Regions from separate parts of the Sus scrofa genome. Here all the other regions are linked to region 1. Evidence: chromatin contacts called from public Hi-C and HiChIP or PLAC-seq data. All regions are on one chromosome and are shown on one strand. The core of a region is the stretch at or near the end of the contact, and the rest is flanking DNA. Distances in the headings are between cores, read along the strand shown.

Evidence for each region. A called contact is a pair of places that touch in the nucleus more often than the background predicts. HiChIP or PLAC-seq counts read pairs in DNA pulled down with a chosen protein or histone mark.
Region 2: a contact with region 1 is called in an H3K27ac HiChIP or PLAC-seq map of alveolar macrophages. The contact joins the promoter of PEX13 here to the promoter of USP34 in region 1. A contact is called at or near these places in 1 of 47 Hi-C or Micro-C datasets (embryonic fibroblasts) and 1 of 2 datasets of contacts at active chromatin or transcription factors (alveolar macrophages).
Region 3: a Hi-C map of skeletal muscle shows a contact between it and region 1, with 6 times the contacts expected there. The contact joins the promoter of KIAA1841 here to the promoter of USP34 in region 1. A contact is called at or near these places in 1 of 47 Hi-C or Micro-C datasets (skeletal muscle) and 1 of 2 datasets of contacts at active chromatin or transcription factors (alveolar macrophages).
Region 4: a contact with region 1 is called in an H3K27ac HiChIP or PLAC-seq map of alveolar macrophages. The contact joins the promoter of FAM161A here to the promoter of USP34 in region 1. A contact is called at or near these places in 1 of 5 promoter capture datasets (liver), 1 of 47 Hi-C or Micro-C datasets (heart right ventricle) and 2 of 2 datasets of contacts at active chromatin or transcription factors (alveolar macrophages and skeletal muscle).
Region 5: a contact with region 1 is called in an H3K27ac HiChIP or PLAC-seq map of alveolar macrophages. The contact joins the promoter of C3H2orf74 here to the promoter of USP34 in region 1. A contact is called at or near these places in 8 of 47 Hi-C or Micro-C datasets (alveolar macrophages, embryonic fibroblasts, fetal skeletal muscle and 3 more) and 1 of 2 datasets of contacts at active chromatin or transcription factors (alveolar macrophages).

What each region holds. Positions count from the first base shown.
Region 1 is chr3:80,329,536-80,332,378 of Sscrofa11.1, reverse strand. It overlaps USP34 (ubiquitin carboxyl-terminal hydrolase 34), which reads right to left and starts at 1,482. Exons shown (of 78, transcript XM_021087495.1): 1 at 878-1,482. The coding sequence starts at 1,343. It overlaps LOC102166164 (a long non-coding RNA gene), which reads left to right and starts at 1,145. Exons shown (of 2, transcript XR_002342704.1): 1 at 1,145-1,204; 2 at 2,290-2,410.
Region 2 is chr3:80,789,603-80,792,445 of Sscrofa11.1, reverse strand. It overlaps PEX13 (peroxisome biogenesis factor 13), which reads left to right and starts at 1,339. Exons shown (of 4, transcript XM_003481205.4): 1 at 1,339-1,509. The coding sequence starts at 1,418. It overlaps PUS10 (putative tRNA pseudouridine synthase Pus10), which reads right to left and starts at 1,202. Exons shown (of 19, transcript XM_021087518.1): 1 at 980-1,202. The coding sequence starts at 1,167.
Region 3 is chr3:80,744,904-80,747,746 of Sscrofa11.1, reverse strand. It overlaps KIAA1841, which reads left to right and starts at 1,441. Exons shown (of 20, transcript XM_021087516.1): 1 at 1,441-1,615.
Region 4 is chr3:79,951,270-79,954,112 of Sscrofa11.1, reverse strand. It overlaps FAM161A (protein FAM161A), which reads right to left and starts at 1,415. Exons shown (of 7, transcript XM_003354802.4): 1 at 997-1,415. The coding sequence starts at 1,203.
Region 5 is chr3:80,649,634-80,652,476 of Sscrofa11.1, reverse strand. It overlaps C3H2orf74, which reads left to right and starts at 1,393. Exons shown (of 4, transcript XM_021087505.1): 1 at 1,393-2,843.

The DNA.
Region 1 (2,843 bases), core at 233-2,732:
ACATCCCCAAGGAAGGGGAAAACCACCAACCACCTCCCAAGGAGTTTAATGAAAATTAGCAGGTAACAGAGGCCTCAGCAGCACGCTGAAAATCAAAGAGGGCGGCCGGAGGGTCGAAGGGTTCGGACTGCAGAGAGCTTCGTCCACGGTCCCCACCTCCCCTCACCTTCCCGGCAGGGCAACGGAGGCGAAGGCTCATTAGTGCCTTCGTTAATTGACACCTGTAATGAGGAAACTTTCCGAGAGCTGAGACCTCTCAGGCCCGGCCTAACCAGAGCTCCGCCGCGGCCCCTACTCGGGCGCCCAGGTAACTGGGCCGGGTTGGGCCCGAGGCGCCGCGGCGGCCGCGCCACCGCGCACCTTCCCGGGGCGCTAGGCCCGCACGCCGCCCGGCTCAGCCGTCGCCTCCCGCAGGCCGCGGCAGCTCCGGGAGGCCGGAGAGCGACGCGGGGACCCCCAAACCGAGCACCCGGACAGGCCGCCGCCGCGGCTACTTACTTTCATTTAACACCTCCACCAGGTCTGCGCAGTTCTCGCACATCGTTCGGCCGCCGCCCCCCCCTCCCCCGCTTCGGATCGCACTGACTGATCCCGACCGGCGGGGGGAGGGGAGAGAGGCGGAGGAGGGGGCCGGCCGGCCGGCGGGGCGGGGAAGCAACGAGGGCGGGCGGCGGTGGGGACGGGGCGGGGAGCAGGAGAATGGGGGAGGGGGCCGGCGGTCCCCGGAGCGGGCGGGGGAGAGGAGGGGGGCGAGGGGAGGTGCGCAGGCCGGAGGGGCGCGGAGGCGCCGGCGGCGGGGAAGGGGGGGAAGGACGGGGGAGGGGAGAGGGAGGGAGGGGGCGGGTGGGGAGAGAAGCAGCAGAGTCACTTCACCGACCAGACGCCGCGGCCACCGCCGACGCCGCCGCCATTTTAATAGAGCGTTCGGACTGCGCTCGGCTCTTTCCGTCCGGGCGAAGGAGCCGACGAGTAGTGCCTCGCGCTCTCATTCCTCCGCCTCCCGCCCTCCCACCTCTCCCTCCGCACACACGCCGCACGCCCCACACCCCGCCGGGGCCGGCTCGCCGCCCTCCTTTTCCTCTTCCGTCCGGCCTCCCCGCCCTCGGTCCACCCCCTCCGCGCGCTCGCCCACCCCGCCCAGCCCGGATCTCAGTCAGCGGCCGGAAGGGAAACGCGAAGCCAGCGCCGCTGCGGGGGGAGTCGGGTGAGTCGGAGAAGATGGCGGAACAACGAGCGGGTCGCGGTTGCGCGGCGTCGCCCACCGCGGCCACTGCGCGGGCCCGGAGGCCCAGCGAGCGCCGGGTCGCTCGCGCCTCCCTGTCCCCCGCCCGGCGCTTCGCCATTTTTCCTCCGGGCCTCCGAGGCGGGCTTGATGCTGATTTGTCCCGTCCCCCTCCCGGACTTTGAAGTTCAGGAGGCTAGGGTTCGGGAGAGCCGGCCGAGGAGATGCCGCAGCCCAGGTGGGGGCACGCGGCCCTCTCCCCTCAGGGTTTTGTGAGAATGGAACAGCCTGGGGCCGCCTTAACCTGCAGGCGTGTTTCTCGCTATTCTCTACTCTGTACGGCTCATCCGTCCTCGAGGAGAAAGACACCTTGATGTGACAAGAAATGGCGGAGCGAAGAGTGTTCGCTTGGCATCTCCTCCTTTTTACGCAAGAGGGCCCCCTACGAATTCCCCAGCTGCGAGTCTTCACCTGAAGTAGCGTATTATCCACCCGGGCGAAGAGCAAACAAGTCGGGTATTAAGAAGGGGAGGGGATGATGAAGAACAGGTGGAGGGAAGGGGGCGCTCAGCTGGAGTTTAATGTCGCGCAGTTAGCCAGCTTTGGGGAAATTTCCCTCCCCTGCACCGATAACTTCTTGATTTCTATAAACATTACGTTATATGGAGATATGACTGAAAAGTCCAGAAGTAGTCTACATGATATTCATAAGATATGTATCCAGAGCAGCTGTGGAGGCCTTAATAGCAATTCTTGCACAGGTTTTGTTGAGGTTAGGTCACACCATCTCTCTATGCCAGGACCACCTTCCCGGTATTCTTTGCCGTTCTGCCGCTTGAAATAAATGCTATAAAGTTTTTGCTAAACCTATTTTAAGTTGTTCCATCCGAGCAGGTGATCCATAAAAGCTATAGCTATTGTGCCATCATCTTCCTTTCTTCCCGTCCTTCCCACAAAACATGGGTTTCTTCAGACTTTAGATCCTGTAGCAGCCATTGCCCATCCAATGCCCATTCCATCCACCCCTCATCTCTTTCCAAACCCAAGTGTGTTTGTTTGTTTTTCAGGTCGCAGGTGAGACTCTGAGAAGCCCCAAGGACTATTTGTGTTTGGTTTAAAGCATCGAGTATGATTTCTCTAGGGTTGGCCATATTGTTTGAGTTCTTGCCAATAAAATGTAAGCAGAAATCTGCAGAGTGGGTCTTTGGGAAAGAATTTCCCATTCCTAAAAAAAAGGGCCAAATTCAGCAGATGTGCCCTGCCTGAAACATGGCCTTGATACTCAATGCAGCATCCCAGTTTGATTTTTTTTTTTTAAAACGGTTAAACCACAAACGGTAAAAGCCAACCTAAAGTTGAGGATAAAGTATAGGACTTTGCTGAACTGATGCATTGCACAGCAACTATCTACCCTTTATGTGAGAAAAATGAATACCTTTTTTCCTTAAGCCACTCTTAGATTTCCGTTACTTGTAGCAAACACATTCGTAACTGATATATTCTTTTAATAAGTATTTGTAAGTATCTGTCAGCTATGTTTTTTAAGACTAGAGAGAACCCATAACAGTTCTTGAAAATGAGGACAATTCTTACCATAAATATGAAGTACTAGGATGTATAG
Region 2 (2,843 bases), core at 90-2,589, 460 kb before region 1:
CTCAAGATCATTTTCGCGTAGCAACAATCTAGCGACTTTTCAAGAAAGTTAACATTATTAGGAGAAAATACTTTATGCCTTAAGGCAGTTTCACCTTGATGTACTGCACTGAAATGACAGGCTTTTATAAGACATCAGAAATCAGTTGTTCCATATTAGATTTATTATCTTTGAAAGCAAGCCCTGAGAAATATACCCCATACTGTAAGGTTTTCGCTGTTGGTTACCTTTAAAATGTTTGCTTTTCGTTTACATGTTTACACAAAGAACTGGAACTTCTCATTGCAAAAGAACCTCTCCCACGTGTTAAGATCCCTACGGGGATGGAGTCCCTCTCCACAAACCAATGGCCCCGTCTCTAGTTTACCAGAGGAAAGGATGGATTTTCCTTTCTCACACGATTACAGAAACTACTGCAGTCAAGGAGGCAGCAAAATAACCAGGCTGAGTCTAATCCTGTAATCTTTTCGAACTTATTTCCATACAGAAGGGGGTCATTCTTCTTGTGGGGTGGGGGTGGAGTGTGGATTTCCAAAGGAGGCACTCCTAACTTCATTGCGCCACTGATAAACACTCAGCAGTGGAATCCACTCTAGATTTCTGGAAAGTTCATCCCCAAATCTAACCTCGAGTCTTTCCTGTGGCCAACCAAGCAAGCCTTGCTCCCCTTAAGTCAGGTCCAAGAAACTTCCGACTCACCGCCCTGCTACCAAAGCTTCTGCAGCTGGTGGGAAACGATCTCCTCCATCCACACCTCTCCAGAACCCTGTCCGCACCCCCTCACTTCAAATCTCCCCACCTCACCTTCTCCCACGACGCCGGAGCCTGAGATTTAACCCCTTCCAGCCCTCCAGTGGGAACGGGGAGGACTAAAGACAACGCACCAATTGCGTCTAGCAATTCTGTTCCCCGAGGAAACATGAGCTTTAGAAAGAAAGTACCAGCTGCTAACTCGAGGACTGAGTGGAGTCTCCCCTACCTGTTTGCAGGGAAATCAGTCGAGCTGCCACACAGACCGGCACCCCCCCCCCCGCCCCGCGGGGACAGGAATGCGTGGGGCACTATTCCCGGCTGGAGCCGGACTTGTCCCAAATAAGCTTCCGTGGGACTCCGATGTCTAGGATACTGTAGCCGCTGCCAGAAGTATCGATAAGCTCCTACCCTCATCGGGTTTAGAATGGAAATCCTTCTAGGTCAAAGAAAAAGAGAGCATTTCTTCCCCTGGATTAGTGGTATCCTAATAGACTGTAGTCCCAGCCGCAAAGCTCCACAAGTCACAACCTGACTGCAGAGACAGGCCGGGTGGAGGGTTCCGCGCTCTGCAAGTTGTGCCTTGCGCGCAAACGGATGGTGTCCCCGGGCCTGGAGAGTCCCGGCTCAGAGCCCAGTGCAGAGCGGCAGCCGAGAGGAGGTGGAGATGGCGTCCCAGCCGCCTCCTCCCCCTAAACCCTGGGAGACCCGCCGGATTCCGGGGGCCGGGCCGGGACCGGGACCTGGCCCCACTTTCCAGTGAGTGTTTGATTCTTCTGGCCACGAGTTTTGTGGGCCGGAGCGGGCACTTGGTAAGGGGCGGTTGAGGCCGTTATTAGGGGTGAGGTGTCCCCTCCCCCTCTCATCCAGTCCCCACCCCGCCCCCCAGCCTTAAGCGGGTCGAGGTGCTGCCGGGGCGCCAGCAACGGGAATTTCAGTGTCGGATAGTTGCTTCTGGCTCGGCGGTTTTCGGTAGCGACGTTTTCCAGGGGGCTTCTGGGTCCCGGGGCTTGGAAGAAACGGTGCGGCTGTTTCTTCTGTTTGCGGGACACTCTGACGGAACTGTTTGACTCTTCTACCTCCGCCACCCCTACCCTTCTTCCCCTTAAAGAGTTAGACTTTCGGTTCGTAGCTGCTCAGAGAGGCATTTGCCCAGCCCCGGTTTGATAGGGAACAAAGTCTCAAGCCTTTAACCATTTCTCAAGTTGGTGAAAAGTCAGCAGGTCACATTTAACGCAACTGGAGCTCAAGCCTATACACAGTGCATTCTTTTCCAGCTTACGTAAAGCAATGAAGTTTTGGAAAAGCAACTTTAAAGCAGGAGTTGAGAACTGAGGCCTATGAGTGGCCTTTGTGTGCTAGATAGAGTGTGATTTTTCTAAGCCTGTGAGATATTGTTTTGTTGTAATCAATGTTAAATAGATTTACAGCTCAAAAAAAGTTAAAATAGAATAAAAGAGGAAATTTCACAGCCTTGTGTGTTTTGTGTTGAGTAGATCTGGACATCTTAATTCAAGGAAGAAAAACTCGAATGTCAAATCCCTACTGTGGTAGGTTTACCTAAATAAAAATCCCCAACAGGGGGACACAGCTTTTTGAGGACATGGGTTAGCTGTGACAAAGCAATAAAACTATTATTTTCTCCTTCACACCCCCACCCACCCCAAATTCCCAACGCACTGGAATGTATTTCTGCTATGTTTTAAAATCTCGTAATCTTTTCGCTCAGCGCTTAGGAGCCCGACTAGTATCCGCGAGGATGCTAGTTCGATCCCTGGCCCCGATCAGTGGGTTAAGGATCCTGCGTTGCAGTGAGCAGTAGGTCGCAGATGCCTCTTGGATTCTGTGTTGCTGTGGCGGTGGCTATGGCGAGCAGCTGCAGCTCTGATTCCACCCCTGGCCTGGGAACTAGCATTTGCCGCAGGTGCTGCCCTAAAAAGCAAAACGAACAAAAAACTTGTAATCTCCGAGTTCCCGTCGTGGCTCAGTGATTAACGAATCCGACTAGGTTCGGCGTTGCAGTGAGCTGTGGTGTAGGTTGCAGACGCGGCTGGGATCCCACGTTGCTGTGGCTCTGGCGTAGGCCTTTGGCT
Region 3 (2,843 bases), core at 192-2,691, 420 kb before region 1:
GGATAAGTTTTCAGGTAAAGGCACATGCAATTTCATGAAGGTGCTTGAGTGGAGGAAAATTCAGCATAGACTTGGGGCAAAGATTGGCTGAGTCCAAGTCTTAGTTGATTGAAGGCCGGAGGATTAACATCATTATTCCATCCTACACCTGGGTGGGGGCCTTAGTTCCTGCAGAACTCAAAGACGGATCATTATGAATATCTCTTGAGGAGGAGCTAGGACTCTGCTCTATCACTGCCTTTTCTCTGTTCTTGCACTCCTTTGTTCCCTTAAGATCATTATTTCAAGGGCAAGCATTGTGGCCAGGCATAGATCACAAAATGGCATAGACCAAAATGGCTTCCCTTATTTCAAGAAAGCCATTCCTGGTTCTGTTTCTCTGGGTACCCCCTAACCTATCTGATTACAAAAGGAAGACAGGGCTGCAGCACTATTTACAATAGCCAAAACATGGAAACAACCTAAATGTCCATTGACAGAGGAGGGGATCAAGAAGATGTGGTACACAATGGAATATTACTCAGTCATTAAAAAGAACGAAATACCAGGATTTTTTGCAACATGGATGGACCTAGAAACTACCATGCTAGGTGAAGTCAGCCATACAATGAGACACCAACATCAAATGCTTTCACTGACATGTAGAATCTGAAAAAAGGACAGATTGTACTTCTTTGCAGAACAGATGCTGACTCAGATATTGAAAAACTTATGGTCTCTGGAGGAGATAGTTTGGGGGGTGGGGGATGGAAATCCTGTGAAATCAGATTGTTATGATCATTACACAACTACAGATGTGATAAATTCATTTGAGTAATTAAAAAATTAAAATTAAAAAAATATATTAAAAAAAAAGGAAGAGAGGGAGTAGAGACCAAATAGCTTCTCTTTAAGAATTTACCTAACTAGCTTCTTTGTGGTACAAATCTTGCCTAACTTTAATGTTCATACTTGCTGAACCTATTAATGTATGAAAACTTAATGTGTAACCCACAGCTATTTACATTTTTCAAGAGATGCTTCCTGCTGAAGACAATGCTTCACCCAAATACTTTCCATGTCCCTCAGATCATGCAACTTTCCCATTCTACTTGACCTAAGGAGCTATACAAAGCCAACAACGGTTTTAATTCATTCTTTATCTGAGTTCTTCTACTTCCCCTATGCTCCGCTTTCTTCTGGACTCAGAGTTGATCACCTAAGTTCAGGGTCGGGGCATGTGGTTGCTAAGAGACAAGACGCTGAAAGGATGGCAACGCTGCACTGCGGCAAGCCTGAGGGAGTGAATGCGAGGGGGGCGGGGAAGAAAAAGGCTTAGGCTAGGCGCGGCGCCCGCTCACCACCGCAGCTTCTCTACTCCCGCCCGCGCAGCAGGATCTCGTCTCTCATTGGCTCCGCTGCAGAGGCGCTGGCCTGCGATTGGCGGGCGGGGTCGATCCGGCGTTTCCCCGCCCCTGGCGCTGGTACCCCGCCGCCGCCTGTGGGCTAACAAGGACAGCTAACTAGGACGCCCCGGCCGGGTTTGCGGGTTGGGTTGTGGGGTCTTCATGGCCCCGGCAGTGCTGGCTTCTGCCGGTGAAGGAGACGCAGCGAAGGTCGCCGCGGCCTTGTGGAGGTGAGCGAGACGCCGAGGGGGTTCAGGTGCCGGCTAGGGGCGGGAAGTGCGGCGAGAGGCGGTACCGCGGGCACCTAGCAAGTTCCCTCCATGGCCTCCTCCCTAAGAGGAGGGCTGAGCTGGGCCGGCATCCTATTCGCCCAAAGTGCCCCCAAACGCCCCACACGCAGCCCACAGCCTGCCGGCCCTGTCTGCTCCAGAGCCCCGAAGCCTGCAGACCACCTGAGGGAGCCCCAAAGTCTGCAAGCTCGGCCTCGCCCGGGTCCCTTCCCAGCAACTGCCCCCGCCTCGTCCCGTTACCCGCCAGGCTCCTTTGTCCGCCCCCGGCTCGCTGTGCACCCAGAGAGTTTCGATCCGTGCGGGGGAGGCCGAGAGTCTGAAAAGGACTGGGGTGCCTTGAGGATGTGCCGCGCCGTAATCCCTGGGCCGAAGGTTTGCAGGGCTTTGATCCCGTTATCCTGCGTTTCAGCTGTGGTTTTCTTTGCTCCTTCACAATGAAAGCCAGCTGCCTCGGTTCTCAGTTGTGTCGGAAAGCCAGGGCACAAGGCTTATACCCCAGTGCTGGGTGACTCCGTGTTATAGCCCACTCTGTTATGCCAAAGGCCTTTGACCTGCTCTGATGCCGCCCCCCACCCCCACTTACTATCCTCCACTGCCTAGGAAAACAAGTCTGTCTGCAAGACCATTTTTATATTTGAAAAAACGGAAAAAGCAGATGCCAGTCGTGGACCTCTATTTTGTCTTAATTACTTGGATTGGTCTTATTAATACATTTAAATAATCCAGCATTATGGGAAAGGGAGAGAGGACATGAGATGTGTTCTTAAAAAGTGTAGTGTGTTAAACAAATAGAAGTTTTATTTTTGGCAAATAACATGTTTCACGTTGAAGAGGTTTTTGTTTTTGGTCTTGCCTGTGGCATGCAGAAGTTCCCTGGCCAGGGATCAAACCTGGGCCACTTCAGAGACAACACCAGATCCTTAACCCTCTGAGCCACCAGGGAACGCCTAAAAAATACCTTTTTCTTGTTCTATCATGAATAGGAGTAGATCTAGTAATACTGCAATTTGAGCTTCAAATTTTTCCCCATTGTCAGTTTTCGATAAGTCTGTACTTCTTTTCCAGAATGGGATGCACTGTGCCAGCTATTCTGAGAGAATTTATGTATTCAGTGCTATGCCTTTCATACTTACATTCTGACTCTAAGGGATGCTTTCTTGAACTTTGA
Region 4 (2,843 bases), core at 166-2,665, 380 kb after region 1:
GTTGCTACAGATTTTCTCATTAACAGTGTGGATTAAAGAGATTAGAAATCCAAAATATCCAGTGATTTCTATCAGCCCTAGACCACAACATTTTGAATCTGAAAAAGTTTGGACAAAACGTATTAAAAATCTTATGGAGCTCTCTTGTGACAGTGGATTATGGATCTCCAGTCATCACTGCTATGGCAGGGGTTTGATTCCTTGGCCTGAGAACTTTCTCATGCCTTGGGTGCAGCAAAAAAAAAAAAAAAAAAAAATCTTTAACTGGGTTTAAGGAGGTTTATATATGCAGATTGCTAGGTAAAATTCAAGATTCCCACCTTTTAAGTGAATAGAGCAGATGGCAGACTTGACCTGGTGGACAGGGGTTCACAACACATTTGACACTGAAAATTGATCAGTGAAAAGACTGTCTCACCCTACCCTGAGGAACCATAATTTATTGGAACCTCAGTACTTCGCTTCTCTGGAGGCTTAACTATATCTGTGTCTGATCGACCCACTAAACTCTGGATGGTTTTAAAAACCATCTCTCATGTATTGTATTAAGATGCACTAATAACCAGGACATCAAGGTGACAACAAAACACACCTGACAGCACAGCTGATTTCCTTCCGTTTTATAGGTTATCCTCTATGAGATCGATTTTCAAGTTGAAAAGAAAAAAAAAAAAAAGAAAAGCTGTATCTACCCCCAACAGACGATGGAGCATAAGGAGTAAAGTTCTGTACTTTGCACTCTCTAGAAATAGAGAAACGTAAATCTCCAAGAAAATTTTGCATCTCTGGCTAAAATTAAAAGACTTTTCAACGCTTCGATTTTGAGCATTTTCTGTGGGAGGAGAGAGAACGCAGTGGGCCAGGCTCACCAGGTTAGGGAGGATCCGAATAGTGCGCGCATTTCCCAGCCAGCGCCTCACCACTGGGGTCGCAGACCAGCCTCCAGCTGCACCCCGCCTGAGCCCAGCCCCAGCCCACGTCCCGCCCCTGCATTACCGGCGCCCGCGCCGGCCGCTCTGCCTTCTCCTCCTCTTCCTTCTCCTTTTCTTCTTCCTCCTCCTCCTCCAAGGCCGCCGTGGCCGCAGACAGGGACTCTAAGGGGTCTTTACGTTCGTACTGGGCAATCTGCGCTCCGGTGTTGGGACTGACCGGGGTTTGGAGACTGCCAGCCGCCAGCTTCGCAGTTTGGTGCGAGGCGGCCATTACCGCGCCTCCGAGGCCTTAGCGCCCGCGCTGGCCTGGGGCGGGGAAGCCGGCGGCTCCTGGCTTGGAGTGGTGGTTACTAGGGGCCTGGTAACTAGGGACGCTACAGGGGCCGCGAGCGACCAAACGTCACTCAAAACCCGCGCACGCTTCGGGAAACCCCGGAGCCTCCTGGATAGTGGGAATCAGGACTGAGTCTTTGCTGGCGTAGAGCGTTGGCGGACGGAACAAGGCACCTCTTTCCCTTTGCGCTTCGCCGCCTAAACGCAGACTTCTCACATTATACTAATGAGTTACTCTTTTATGGGGGGAGCGCATTTTTATTCATTGAAATAACATGTTAGGAGGAAACGGCGGTGGCACAGGAAAACTGGGGATGTTACTGTGTTGCGGCCTCAGGCCTGTGGCAAGGTTTGCACCCCGCTAGCTAACATGGCTCCCGCGAGGTGGAGCGGGTGAATGGAAGGGAGTGCCTCACATTCTACTCTGATTGACTTGAGAGCTGGCAGAAGTCAACGAATCCGGCTAGCGATACTTTCCGCCTGACCAATGAAAGCCCAGAGTTGGGTAGAACCTCGCCAGTGAGTGACAGTGCGGGTGTATGAACCCAGTGTTTGCTGCTTGGGTTCATTAGCTTTATAGTGGTGGGGTCCAAGTGTGCAAGCTCCCAGCGATAACAACAGACAAGCCTCTTCTCCACCACTCCCGCATCAACTTTTCCCACCTGGAATTTGGGTGCTTCGCAGGCGCCTTCGCTCTACACCCCTCGCAGGTAAGAGGGGCCTAGCCTTAAAATAGCGAGCATGTTGCAGTCTCAGCTACCTAAGCCCCTACTTCCTGAGACTGAGGCTGCAGCAACCTCCCCAGCCCTATCCTTCCGCCTCCTCCCAGGCCTGGCCCTTCAACCTGCCGCACCACTACAAAGTTAAGTATGCGGCGCTCCATATCTGGAACCTCTGAGATCTGAGCCCATCATACCAAGCCTTTCTTGTTCGCCTGGTCTAGAGCGTGAGCACCTGCAAAATTCCCAACCCCCTCACCGTCTTCGGGCTGCTTTTTGTTTTGGCTGAGCATTTGCTTCGAACACTGGAACAGATTCTGGCTGGATTCTGAGCAGAAGCCAGAGCTGGAAGCCCTTGAAGTATGGATGCCCCAAGTGACCAAAGAAGGGACTTCTAGTTCTTTGCATGCAGCTAATCCTGTGGCTGCACGCGCCCCTCTTAGAATTTGCTAGGATTTATTGTAAGCCTGGCCCCAAATCAGCAACGCAGATCTACATGCTAAAGCACTGAAAACGGGAGATTAGGCTAGGCTAGGTTAGAATACAATAGGAGGAGTAAGTGTGGAGAAACACATTGTATGTGTATGTGAAAGACAGAAAACCTTCCATTTACCAGCAGTATTCTAAATTTGCAGGTATCTAATAATATAGCCTCAAAATATATAAAGCAAAATGGACATATGTACAAGAAGAAAATAACAAATCTTACATCATCACAGGAAGACTTATTTTTGTACTTTTCTGTTTAGATGTAACATATACAGTGTAATGAACAAATCTTAAATGTATCGTTGCATAGGTTTTGACAAATGCATGTACTTATGACATCATATTAAGATATAGAACATTTCCATCATCC
Region 5 (2,843 bases), core at 144-2,643, 320 kb before region 1:
ATTAAGCGGTGAAATGCTTTCAAGGGAAGCTGGCCTTAACCCACTGATCAAGGGTAGGGATGGAACCTTTGACCTCATGTACTAGTCAGGTTTGTTTCCCCTGAGCCACAACGGAAACTTCTAGAAGATGAATTTCGATTAGTCCAGGCTAGTAATGGTGAGTCAAGTTCCCTTACCAGTGATTCATTTAAGAATGACCATGTGATTATGAATAATGAAAGGTGAGGAAAAGTCCACTGTGGAGCTTCTGGGAAATTTCCCCGATGTTTAAAACTAGGCATGAGTAAGGGATGTACTTTTCTTCCCTTTCAGGCCTTTGGATGTTGTAATATCAGAACATTAAGATTGGAGTTGCTAAAACTGCATTGTAGTCATGAGTGGAACCAAGAGAGAACCAAGCTGCTACACTGAGAGATGGAAGAGGAGAACAACTTAAAGTCTTGGGCTTGGGTAACTTTTTGGCTAAATGACTTTTCAGGGCTTTTTGTGAGAAAATGTGATTCTTTTATTGTTTCAGGCAGTTGAATTGGATTTCCTGTTACTTGCAAGCAAATACATCCTAACAGATCCCACATTTTTGGGGCCATGGTCATAGCCTGGCGGCTACAGCTCTGATTTGACCCCTAGCCTGGGAACTTCCTTATGCCATGGGTGTGGCCTAAAAAGCAAAAATACAAAAATAAAAATAAAAACAGAACTCATCATCCCTGGAATATCTGGGCAGTTTGTGGAAGAGTGTTCTGCAAGTGGGAAATGATGGGCTTCTTGCTAAAAGGACTTTTGGCTAATTAAGCAATTGTTTGGAAAAACAGGCCATAAAATTTACCATGAGAAATGTGCCTTCCCTGTACCAGGAAGAGAAGAAAACCCTTATCACTATAGGCTGGGAATAGATGCTGAAGTGGATCGCTATATACAAACTTACTGAAATAACTCATCTGTTTTGCCCTGCCCTCATCTATCTTGTAGCCACCTTTCCATAATTTACTGTGCCTAGACCAGACCCCTTTGCCTTGTCATTTCTTCATAAGTTTATTGTTTCTTTGTCTAAAAGGTATAAATGCTTTCTAATCTAGTCACTCCTTTGGATCTTCATTCTCTTGTGATGGTCCCATGTATATGTATGCCTTCCTCCTGCTAATATTTTTTTTTTTTTTTTTTTTGTCTTTTGTCTTTTGTTGTTGTTGTTGTTATCTCTTGGGCCACTTCCTCGGCATATGGAGGTTCCCAGGCTAGGGGTTGAATCGGAGCTGTAGCCACCGGCCTACGCCAGAGCCACAGCAACGCGGGATCCGAGCCGCGTCTGCAACCTACACCACAGCTCACAGCAACGCCGGATCGTTAACCCACTGAGCAAGGGCAGGGACCGAACCCGCAACCTCATGGTTCCTAGTCGGATTCGTTAACCACTGCGCCACGACGGAAACTCCAGCAGTTTTTTGTTTTTTTTTGTTTTTTTTCCTCCTGCTAATATTTCTTAATGCCAGTTAAATTCTAAGGCCCAGCTGGAGACCCTATGAGGGTAGAGAAGAATTTTTCCTCCCCTATACTCTCGTCAGCTTAGAAACACCTCAGCTCATACTTTAAATCATCCCTCTTGACCCAACATTTACCCTTCAGCCACTATCCTGTTTCTCTATTCTCCCTCTCAGCAAAAACTGAATTTTTCCTCAGCAGTGATCTTCAGAGTTTTTTGCCTACAACACCCTAGAAGAATTTTGTAAAGTTATGTACCCCTTTGGCATGTTTTTAGTTTAACATTTACATTTTTTCATATTGTTTACATAGTTGCAAAGGCTGTGATTTCCAGAATAATGTAAACGTTGGTGTTTTAACATTGCCACATCAATCTTTAAAATATCCAGTACATCTAAATATGATATTCATCATTCACTAAAAAACCAAAAGCAATTTAAAAAGCTTATCTTTAGCACACAAATTGTACATCACTCCTTTGTTTAAGTTAGCTCTAGTTCTAATTCACTTCCCCCACAGAATTTTATCCTGATATATCTTCAAAGTCTTTTGTTTACCTATCATACTTCTTTGGAAAAAGTGTATATGAAATTAAAATGTTTACATTTCCCATGACCAGAAGGCTCTAAAAGATAACGTGTCTTGTGGATTTATTGTAATTATTCAAACATAAAAGATCAAAATCACATTGAAGTAACATTTTATGGAAATGCTGTCAATGAAATGAGTAGATTTTTTTCAATTGGCTTATATTTTTGAGGATAGCTCAAAAAGGTTGGGACTCAGCATCAATTTTATTTCAATTTTTTATTATAAAAACTTGTTCACCTTACTGAGTCAGAAGAAAAAAAAAAGAAGAAATTCTATTACAGCAGTATCAGTTATTTCTTTGGACTCCTAAATTAATGCCAAAAATTACTGTGTACTATCATCACATTATTATCTATCATCTTTCTCAATTTGATTGAAAGAATATGAAAACATCTGACTTTCAAGATAATTTCTTGGAGCTACTGCTTTCTCAACTTGATGTCCATGTCTTGAATTGTCACTGTGCTGTGTCATCCCTGGACATTTTACACCCCAGAGAGATGTGCTGTTGTTATAGCCAGAGGAGATACATACCTTTCTCTTGTAAAAAGGGAAAAGGGTGACTGAAAGCTGAAGTGAGAAAGGAGAGGCTGTGCCCACAACAAAGACTTGCTCTTGGGAAGAGCATTTTTAGGAAAATGCACCTTTAGAAAAGAGTTTATCTTAAATGGAGGACTTGAAATTTGATCCCTTGAAAAGTCTTTGGGTTCCCTAGTTTGAAGACCACTGATATATACATGCTTTTTCTACTGACCTCTATTCACTCTTAAAATCCA